2 separate regions of the Zea mays genome follow, and region 2 is linked to region 1. Evidence: chromatin contacts called from public Hi-C data. All regions are on one chromosome and are shown on one strand. Each heading gives the region's core, a stretch centred on a gene start, on an enhancer-like site or on the middle of the called end of the contact. The rest is flanking DNA. Distances are from core to core; before and after follow the strand shown.

Evidence for each region. Hi-C and Micro-C count contacts between places; a contact is called where the count stands out from the background.
Region 2: a Hi-C map of leaf shows a contact between it and region 1, with 10 times the contacts expected there. The contact joins the promoter of LOC100194358 here to the promoter of LOC100193513 in region 1. A contact is called at or near these places in 7 of 25 Hi-C or Micro-C datasets (bundle sheath, ear, endosperm and 3 more).

What each region holds. Positions count from the first base shown.
Region 1 is chr6:171,827,634-171,833,244 of Zm-B73-REFERENCE-NAM-5.0, reverse strand. LOC100193513 (ATP-dependent protease La (LON) domain protein) reads left to right here and starts at 3,543. Exons shown (of 10, transcript NM_001138625.1): 1 at 3,543-3,789; 2 at 4,490-4,575; 3 at 4,652-4,729; 4 at 5,354-5,466; 5 at 5,555-5,611. The coding sequence starts at 3,620.
Region 2 is chr6:172,099,704-172,105,314 of Zm-B73-REFERENCE-NAM-5.0, reverse strand. It overlaps LOC100194358, which reads right to left and starts at 3,555. Exons shown (of 3, transcript NM_001139393.1): 1 at 3,064-3,555; 2 at 2,712-2,823; 3 at 1,209-1,852. The coding sequence starts at 3,254. The coding sequence ends at 1,514. It overlaps LOC100217123 (Dolichyl-diphosphooligosaccharide--protein glycosyltransferase subunit STT3A), which reads right to left and starts at 329. Exons shown (of 23, transcript NM_001359623.1): 1 at 97-329. The coding sequence starts at 228.

The sequences.
Region 1 (5,611 bases), core at 2,294-4,793:
TGCTACTTTATTTGGATGCATTAGTACTACTACGACCAGGTTCTACGTACCATTATTACAGGTTCCAAATGCTATACCTAGTGGACCTGTCGGAATCGTAGGAGTCATTGTCACTGGCTTCATACAATTCTGGTGAGGATGGGGGAGTGAAAGTTATTTGTCTAGGCACGGGCTTGGCATCCTGAGCAAGGTTAATTTGTTCCTCCATCCTATCCTTCTCTGGGTCAGACCTTGCTTTGCTCTCAATTGCATCTTGCTCCATCAGGTCTACCTCTTTTCGAATAGCAAGTAGAGCATTCAGAAGGTAATGCTCGTCACCCAAATGACGGAAAGCCTCTTCTAAAAAGGTCCTAATATTGACTGCACGACTTTCCACTGAGGAAGCAAGATTGAGGACCAAGTTTTGCACCAGTTTGACATCATGGCTGCTCATCTTGTTTTCAATCGTCAAGCACTTCCTCCTTGGCTAGACAAGGTGCATACATCAAAAAATTAGGGGCACTTCGGTTACTATTTGGGTAAATTCAAGTGTTAATGTCAGTTAGGAAACAAAAGTTGGTACCAATGCAATAAACAAATGTGAAACAGTTACAAACTAAACAATTGTTGCAATTTACCAACAATTGTTGGTTGCAATGTGTATGCCCTGTAAATTAATTGATCACAGTATCCATGCCTGGGTGACTATGTTCGTGGCTTCTAATAAAATGAACTTGCACAACAAACATGGGAGCACAGACTTCAGACATGGACAGTACACTTAACAAGTTGATTATAAACAAATAACTAAAGCGAAAAAAGGATTTAGAACCTCAGTTAGTTGAAGTGGACGTCAAATAATGAAATAAATATTTGAAGCTGCATAATAAGTGAAGGTTTCGTTAGTTGCATGCAATGTTTACTGATGTATCAAACAAAGGGGTTGTATGTTAACTAAGTGGAGTTCATAAACAGAGTAACTTATTAGAATGCAAAAAAAGGGGTATGCATCAAACAAAGGGGTTGTCATGAGGAAATGAACGGTAATTCGTGCTTAGTTGTTGGCATTCCAATATGAACAATGAATTGTGTACCAGCAAGACTGAGCAATGAACATACAACTGACATGAGCACATATTATTTGAGCTGATCGACTTAGGTGCTTGAACAAACAATAAGCACGCCACGATGACGACTATGAAAATCACACCCGACTCTTCGTGTTGTATCGTATGCTCGAAAAACTATTAGGCTTGCACATGCTCTACAAGATAACGACGGATCAGGTAAGTGTAAAAGCCTAACAATAGGCGATGGGGACAACCAGTAAACCCTAACTGGCCAAATCGCCATGAACAAATTAATCCAGCTACTAAATCAAGTACATGTACATGTAAACGGTACGGTTTAAAGACACGGAGATGTTTTTGGGTCACGGATTGAATCCGACATGAAAAACTGGGAGGAGAGAAAGGGGCGTACCTTCGACGTCGCAGCTCGAAAGAAGCAGATCTGGTGAGCGTCGATATGTCGCCGATTGGAATATGTCGCCTTGACGTGAGTCCCGCAGACGACGAACTGGCGTGCGAACACGACCGACGGCGGCGTCTTCGCACGGATCGACCGGGTCGCCGCTCGGCGAAGCTGCCGAGGGGATCCGCGTGGACGGCGGCATCTGCTGCTCGCCGCCCGGAGCAAGGCAAATCAATCGCGGCGGATGGCGGATCCACGGCAAATATCTCCGGCGGTGGTGCGGTGTCCGTGGAGTCGCCTGGAGCTCGCTCCTCGGAGTTTTCCGACCGCGCGGGCTTCTCTGGGAAGCTAGCAACCGGAGGGCACGCGAGCGCCGTAGCGTGCCCATCCATTTAGCGGGAGAGAGAAGGAATCGGGAGGGGAGAGGAGGAGGAGGAGGAGGAGGAGGAAGGCGGTGAAGAGAATAGGGGCGCACTGTAGCCCCTAAAACGGCTACAGTGTTAGGGGAGGGGAGTGGTAGCGGCGTCCGTTGAACACAGTCTAAAGCCTCCAACATTCATAAAGCGTGCCCGCGCGTGACGCTTTGGAAGCTTTGTGGAGCCCAAATTAAAGCCGAGAGAGCCCTCGGCTCCTCAAGAAACCACGGGAATGGCCTTCCGCAGCTATGTCACCGTACCGCTACTAGCCCGAAATGGCACTCCACTCCTGATATTTTTATTTATCCATGGGTAAAACCGAGATTTTTCCTCGGTGATGGCAGCATTGGCAGGGCAGGGACGCGGGGAACCAATTGGTGGCCGGCACGTTCGGCAGCGTCGACGACGTCAAACAATTCCAATCGTGCTCCCGCGCTCGCGTACTGCTTGTCAACTTTTTCCACTTTCGAACGAAGCCGGCCGTGCTGAGCCAAATCGCTCCACGCAGGCCGGCGCTGCCGTGCAGTGCAGATGGTCCGCGGTGCAGGCTTGGGGTCGTTTTCTGCGTGGAAAACTATATCAATCTATATAGGTCAGAACGATCTAACATAAATTTCATTTAAAATTCTAGTATATCCAACCACCCCAACGCACATGAACATTCAAACAAAACGTTCGAAAATAGAGCAACCATAGGCTGTGTGGGCGTGTGGCCCATGAAATCACCATATGCTCAGGGCCTTGCAAAGATATGAAATGGAGGAAAAGGAATATTGTTGTCTTTTCTTCTTCTCTTCCGTCCTTACCGAGTACTAAGTCACTTCCCCATTGAGGAATAAGTTAACTAGGGAGAAGTTAAGAGAGATATTTACCAAATGCTTATCTTAATAAAGTTTTTTTTCCAGTTTGTGCCAAAAATACAGAAGTAGAGGTTAATGTTAGTTGAGTAACGTGCATCAGGTGTCCGATAGAGACAACCGAGTCAAATTTAGGCTGATTAGACCACCTAACCAACTCAGCTAGAGACATCAAACTCACGACACGTTTGCCGCTCCGGTCATCTATTTCCAACACTGCTGCTTACATTATCGACCAGCGAAACCAAAGCCTCTCAATGGTTACTGACTCTTCTGAACAGTTGCACATAAACACAAACATCAAAGAATCTCACGACGCGAACTCCATCGAGTTTTTTTGACCAGACCACATCAGTCTAGGCTGCTCTTACTTAGCTAGTCGGCACTCAGCAGCACTAGCTTAAGAGCCTAGACGAAGGATGTATGTTACACTGAAAAACCTGTTGTGTGGTAATTGTGATTTTATCCTTCAAAGGAGTGGCAATTATGATTGAAGGATAAATTTATATTTATATGTCCTATTTCACAGAGACAGCCTTGTTTTTCGTTTAAAAAAAAGACAAGAAATCACAAAGTCGAATTTTGATGGACAAAATCACAATTACACTCGACAAGAACACAATTGCCGGTATGACAGGCCACAGAATCGGGCTGCCGGGATAGGGCGAGTGATGGTTGGGCCGTATACACGTGGGCCTGACGCTAGAGGGGAAAAGAGCTTGACCGCGTCGAGAAGTGTCTTAATGGACAAGTGGGCCGCGGGCCCGCGGCCACCATACAACCCAGCAGAAAGGCGAGGAGACGAACCGAAGATTGGCCAAATCTCGCTTGCGTTTCTGGGGTGGTGTCTCTGACTCTCTGGCTCCGTCCCCGGCACCGGCGGGCGGTGGCGTGATGGCGGACTGGGAGGGGATCCCGCCGCGGGAGCGGCGGCAGATGGAGGAGATCCTGCAGCTCGACATGGAGGAGCTCAACGTGGAGGTCGTCGACGACAACGAAGAAGACGAGGAGGAAGAGGAGGGTGACGGCAACGAGGAGGACTACGACGTCGATGCCTTCCTCAGGTGATTCGAAGGACACTGGCCACGAGACCACTGTACAATCCTTCCTTCAACTCCATGCGTGTATTTTACCCTCCTCCTCCTCCTCCAACGGTGGGCCCCACTGTGCTGCTCCATGTATTTGTCGTAGGTACCGATGTTGCTTATCCATTTCTTGTAGAGTTGATTTAGCAAAGGCCTAGCCAGTGCAGTTAGTTTTCGGTAACATTTCAACGTGGCAATTTGGAGGCTGTGGTCGGAGATCGTTAAGCTTATGAAGATCTTAAGCGTCCGAAATCCAGCCTTGAGGAGCTAGTCTATTTGCCTAGGATGGGGATTTGGGGATTTCAGCTTAAAGGAACAACAACTCTGGAAAGTCGGGGTAGTGTTAACTTCGCATCCTTCACCGACGTTTCACATTTTAGATCCATTTTCCTTCACATTTTAGAATGAAAAAATAATAGCTTGCTCTCTTTGCGATTATTTTTCCATTCTTGCAATGCCTTGTGTTTTGATTCAAATGGAATTCATGATAAGTTTGTTGACTGCTGAAAATTGCAGTTAGCTTAGAGCAATGTTCAGCCTTACAATTTCTGTGCTTATTCACTTCATTCTTTCTATACAGAGATTTGGTACCTTTGGAGACCGCCTACAGACTTTTTCGTAGTATTGTTTAGATGTTTATCCAAATTTGTTCAACCATTTGAATGTTTCTATTTATCAGAGATAACAATGGAGATGGAGTGGCTAGCACCTCTGGACCATTCACATTCAATAGGTCTCTAGCTTCACTGCACACATACCTTGGCGGTAAATGTCAACCTAATCTTAACATGTTTATCATGCCGATTGCAAACTGTGAAGCTCTTTTTTTTATATCACTCAGAGGTTGACGATACTCGGGGTAGAGTTACTCTTTTAGATGGTGGCACAATCCTCAACTTGCCAATGTTTTATCTTCAAGGTAATATCTGATTGTACTTATTCTCTCTCCTACATTCTTTATTTTCTTTTGATCATCTTTTCAGTATTTATATTAAAGGGAGATAAGTAACATTTGCTCCAACTCCACTGTACTTTCATTCATCATATTTTTATCTGCTCTTCTAAGTTGTGGTTCGCATGTTCCTGTTTAAATTATATCATTCAAGTGGCATGGATACAAGTTTCTCTATACCTGTTAGTACTGTTAGTGGGTATGTGGAAGTTTATCTTGTTTTGTAGCAGTATAATAATGTTACAAATGTATTCATATTTATGCAGTAAATATAAGACATGCGAAATTGAACAGCTCCTGCATGGTGCCCAATAGGAACGTCCAGAAGGATTAGGGTTTCTCTTGTCAATCAAGAATGATTTGCGATTTATACTAGTTCTTTGGGATCCTTGAATGTGTATGGATATCGGTTATGTGAGAAAACTTCGCCTTGGCTGCAAAGCCTGTGCATTAGAGATGAGACACACATCCACCGATCTTTCACTTGACTATGCCGGACAATGCATTAACAGATTGCAGCCATAATTTAAAACTGTCAGCTCTCATAAACAGTGTATCAGAAATAATGGTCTGTGCATTTTGGTTTTGCAGGCGTTGTTCTATTTCCTGGAGCTACCCTGCCTCTCAGAGTAATTCAGGATAGATTAGTAGTAACTATTGACAAAGCTTTGAGACTGGTCGATGCTCCATGCACAATTGGGGTGGTACGTGCCAATCATGTTAAATTCAACTGCTAGCCTGCTACTTTTTCTTGTTGATTTTATTTGTAGTGATTATGGTCCAATTATCCAGGTTCTCATGCGACGACTCCCAAATCATCGACATTATGCTACTGCTTCAGTTGGAACA
Region 2 (5,611 bases), core at 2,306-4,805, 270 kb before region 1:
AGCAACAGGCATAACGCGTGAGCACACACACAATTCGGGGAGCGCTTTGCGAGCGCCGAACTGGATCTGGAAGCTCGGGGGCGAAACGGATCTTACAGAGAAGAGGCGGATCGAGAAGGCGACGACGCCGATGAGGAGAAGCGTGAAGGCGCAGAGCACGCCCCCGAAGGCGTTGCGGAGCCGCCCGCCGCCGCCGGCCGCTGCGGGGGAGACCTCGGGCTCCGCCATTGCGGCCTGCGTCCTTGGGGGTGTGTGTGTGGGTGGAAGTGGAACGCGCGGAAATCCGAGAGCTGGACCCAGGCGGAGACGAAGACCTCGCGATCGTGAACTTGGGTTGGGTGCTCCAGTCCCGTGCTACGACTCGGGATTTATTGAGCTTTTCGCGAGTAAGCCCCTGAGAACGCTTCTATTTGTCGGAACGGGGTTGTTTGATTGAATCCCGCTTCGGCCTACTATAATGCGCAGACACGGTGTGTCGTTGTAAATGTAATACTAGATCGATTTTTTTAGTTTGAATAGTAGGAGTATATTTTATTGAGATAACCAAAATTTTATTCGTGGCCATCGAACAGTCGAAGAGATGAAAATAGAAAACTACACACAATGATAAGGATACCATACCCTAGGGCTAATGTGAAAAATCTAGGCAAGCGACGATCGATACCGTTGGTATTTTCATCCATGGGCCTAGATTTCTCTTTTTTTTTGTCAAGAAAATGACTCCGCCTAATCGGTTCGATGACATGTTTTCCAGCACAGTAGCCAATCAGAAAGCCCCAAACAGCTAGGGACCACAGGAAACACCTTGGTGTACAAAACGGTATGCAATCCAGTGGCGTGGCTTGGTGAGCGCACTTTTTTTAAAAAAAGAAAAAGAAAGGAAAGAAGAACAAGAAGAAAGGTAAGCGTGAGCGGATAAACCCAAATTATATAGTGAACAGATATAGTGAAGGTGTCAATAGAAAAAAAAAATGCTTTCAATGTTTCAAGTTACAGGAAACGGTATTTCCTCGCTTCACCTTGAAATACCGTTTCCAGTACCTTAAAACCTTGTGAAAGCACCATTAGAGATTCAGAGTTTCGTTTCAGGCTTTCAGCCGAAAGCATCCAATCTCTTGCCTTGCAATTACCAACCTATGAGGCTATTAACACAACAAAATGACACAATTCATCCACTCAAAAAACACTCTAGATGACACGACACTCCTGAGAGCAACATATGATTTCTCGAAATTACACCAGCACTTTTTTTTCGAGGCCGAGGGAGAGACAGAAACAAGACATACACCATGGCCATTAACATACAACTGCCCTCATATGGACATGAGACAACATAACTTCGATTAAACGTGAAAATTGAATAATTTTAATGTTACACGCCAAAAGGAAGTTCACTCAGTAAGCTCTCAAACTTCAGCAAAATTTGCTGCTGAATCTTTGGCATGCTGGCATTCTCGAACAAGTAAACAGAAGAAACAGAGAATATTCCGGATGATTGGTTCTCATTGCCATATCAAATGCCAAATATCAAATCCATCACATTGGTTACAATTGATTTTGCTGGTGCAGCAACGCTGCCAGTTGCACGACGGCCAGCATCTCGGCTGGCATTCGTGTTAGCTTTCGGGTCATATGGGCGGGGCAAGGCTCCTAACTGGTTTGATGCACCTACGCTCTTCAAGCCCAGTGACTTTGAAGGCAAGGAAACCATAAATCCACCTTGATTGCTTTGAGCGAAACCCTTGTCCAGCTGCTGCCGGTGCACTGCATCAATAGGCTTTACTCCAACTATCAGACTGTTGCTTAGTTGCATACCATTTTTCTGAAGAGCCTTGCGAGCATCATACGAGCGCTGCAGGACCACATACATGATGGTGAAGTTGTCAGTTTTAAGACTGTCAGATAGCAATCTAGAAACATTTACTATGATGCATGTAAACATCAGAAGTGACAAAATAGTCAAATAAATACAGATTGTAACATCTCAAAATTAAGAGATCTGGAAACAACGATCCGAACAATACATCTAGAATGGTAAAGTTGGTAGTGACCATACAGGATTTCAATATAGAAAATATGTACAACAAATTGACACTATCAACAAAAGAACAAACTGAATATCTGATATCAACAAAAGCTCTGAATAGTTGCTATCTGGAGAAGCCTAATAACTTGACTGTGCCAAGGGAATTCAGAAAGCACATGACATTTCTATTTATTTTCCAGCATCTTAACAAGGATATTTGTAAACCCATCGTCAGCAGACACATAACAATGCATCATTTTATAAGTTCCCTGTGATGCTACCCTGAGGATGATACGCTGAAAACCTACCCAAAAACAAGTTTCCTATATGCTTCATGTTCAAGGGATAACCAAAAACATATACCATCACATTTACACACAAGGCAAGTTTCCTATATGCTTCATGTTCAAGGGATAACCAAAAACATATACCATCACATTTACACACAAGGATATGTTGTGCCGCTAAAATTGGACACTATAATAAACCCGTACAAGAACAGTATTATTCAACCAAATGGGGGAACCCAACTGAGTTTGCTTCAGTTCACTGGCAACTAAACTCGCTGGTAAGCTACAGCGCAGCCTGAGCTAATATGACTACTTTGCGAGACATTGGTACATGAAATTAAATTAAATGGTAAAACAGAAAAAAGGAAGAACAACAATAGTTAAAGTATAATTACCTCGTACAATATGTGGATCCAATTTCCATCTCTTGGGCCAGAGTAATGTCTCAATATTACTCCACATTTCTCGAATTCCCGAAGAACAAGGTTGGTGACTCCAATAGAAAATCTGTAGAAGAAGTGCCAACAGAACCGTATCAATTTATCATACAAGGCACCTACAATTAGGGCTTAGCAAATTGCTGCCGAGGGAGCAAGAAAACGCAAGGAGCGTGTCAAATCATGATGAACATGCACCATAGCACCAGAGTTACCCCTAACCAAATCTACCGTGTTCATATGCTTATCCCGACAAACTTATAAGCTAATAGTCCATGTACAACACGAAGCATAAGCATTATTTTCTCACCCAAATACAGTGATCCACTCCTCCCGTTCGGCCTCCCCACCGTTCGCCACCGGCTCCGTCCTAGCCGGTGCTTGCGCGGGGGACACCGGTGACTGAACCTCCGCTGTCGTGGCAGGAGGTGGGGTGCCAGGGCTCGCAGGCGGCGGCAAAGCGAGTACCTCTTTCCGGGCCGGCTCAACGACCCCATCCATGGGGGATCCTGGTGCCGAGAGGGACACCTTGCCCCGGGACAGGTCCCATGGCGGCGAGCAGCTGGCGGCGGCGCGGGGGGAGGGGGACGACGCGACGGGGAGGAGGTCGGACGCGGTGGGGTCCGGGGAGAAGTCCGCGGAGGCATAGAGGTCGTCGAGGGTGAAGATGGGCGGCGGCGGCGGCGTGGCGGAGGGGGCCGCGGAGGGGGAAGCCCCCGAGGCGAAGCGCGAGACGCCGCGGTGGGACGGGATCGGGGTGGCGAGGTCGCGGAAGAAGGGGGCCTGCCGTGCGCTGCGGCCGCGCCGGGAGTGGGAGGAGGAGGCCATGGGCGGGGTCGGCTGGGGGTTGAGGGTTCGGGCTTCGGAGCTGTCCTTTCCCTCCTGCTGGCCGGCCGCTGCTGCAGCCTGCAGTGTAGTGGAGGGGCGCCGATTCTTTTGCCTGCTCCTTCCTGGTTGCAGACTTGCGGTTGCTCGGCTTTATTGGGCCGCTCTGTGCCTTGTGCGACGCTAGTAATTGGCACGGGCCAGCCCGAGTTCACATCGGCCTACGGAACTTTCTCTTGCGGTCAAACGACTTGTCGCAACTTCTGAATTCTGATCATCGAAAAAAAAAAGTTGTAACTCCTCAAAGTTTTCATTGGAAGGCGTACGAGTATTTCCCAAGCTCTGAAAACTCGTACAGTTCCAAGGAGTACAAACTTTACACGAATCTTCGCGTAGCAGTGTATGATCCACGCAAGTTCTTTGCTCCTCGACACGCAAACCTGAGAAGGTACACGAGTCCCGTCCGGGGCATCTCACATTGGAAGGAAGAATCAGCAGGAACACTTCCATGATAGTTCAGGAAACCTGCGTGCCCCAGCCGTCTTGCAGGAACTAGGAAACTCCCAACAGAAATGCACCTGATTATGCTACGAATGTTTGACGATGAAGGCTACCATGCCTGCTACTGGAGAATTAGACATGCTTGAAGTTTCCGCTTGGCACAAGGTCCAGGTATCCCTCGGAGCATCTTCTCAATAGGAGTCCTAATGGGAGTTGTATTTTGAAATGTACAACTATAACAACAAAAACATGCTCTAATAGAATTATATTTCACAAAAAAAAATATAGAATTCGACCTCTCGTGTCTTAAATATAGGATCTCATATGTTGCATCCTTATACTCATTTCTAACCTTTTATTTCCTAAATAACGTGATCTGTTTTTTAATAACATGATATAAGATTCAACTATAAGAGCCGCAAATGTTTTTACTTAGGCTAGTTTAGAAATTTAAATCTCTTGTAGTTTTTGATTGGGTACTGTATCATCTTAAGGTCTAGTTTAAAACTTAAATCATCTAGGAGTTTAAGGGAATTTTTTTTCACTTGATTCCCTCTAATTTTAAGGGAATTTAAGTTTTTAAACTAATTTCACCATCGAGCACCTCTAGTACCTGAATGGGAAAGAAGAGAGGTGACTGTGGATAACAGGTTGCTGGTGCTTGGGCCGGATGTCTGCCAGCTTTGATGGGTTGAGTGAATGGGACGTGCTGCTTGTGCGCTTGGACCGTATGGGCTGAGCATCAGTATGAGGGCCAGAATAATAACTTTATCTTTAGACTTTTTTTTCTCTTTCGCTTGCATACACAACACAGAAGACACTCGTAGTCGTAGAATAGGATTCCCCGAAAAAAAGAAGTGAAGGTCGATTAATTTAAGCAAACGAATAACAATCCTTTCCACGTTATGTTTGAGCCATCATGTTTTCATGACTCGGAATTGCAGCTCCCATACGCATGCACTACACGTAGCCTAATTGAGCATGGTCGCCTATAGAGATGGCCAAATGGGCGGCACGGCATGGTTAGGGCACGACTTTTAATAGCCGTGCTGTGCCGGCACGGCACTAGTGCCTAAAGTCAGGTCCAAGCATGGCACTAAGCCTGCTTAGCCGTGCCGTGCCGGCCCGTTTAGCCCGTTTAGCCCATATAGCTCGTTTAGCCCATATAGCCCGTTTAGCCCATATAGCCCATTTAGCACTACACCACAGAATTTTAGTCAAATATTCACAAACACAGTTAAAACATACTAAAATAGCTAATATTGAACTGTTTAGTGCAATGGCTGACTCATTAATAACCTATTTAGGTAAAAACTCACCCTTATGAGAAAACCCTAGATAAGAAAAAAGATTACAGCACACAACTAACTAGTCGTGTTTGGATCTAATCATGTATAATCGTGTCTAACCGTGCCTAGGGGCTAATCGTGTCGTGCCCGTGCTGGCCCAGCGTGCCTGATGCTCGGCCCAGGCACGGCACTACCTATAGGCCCGTGCCGGCACGGGCCCGACATCAGCCGTGTCGTGCCGTG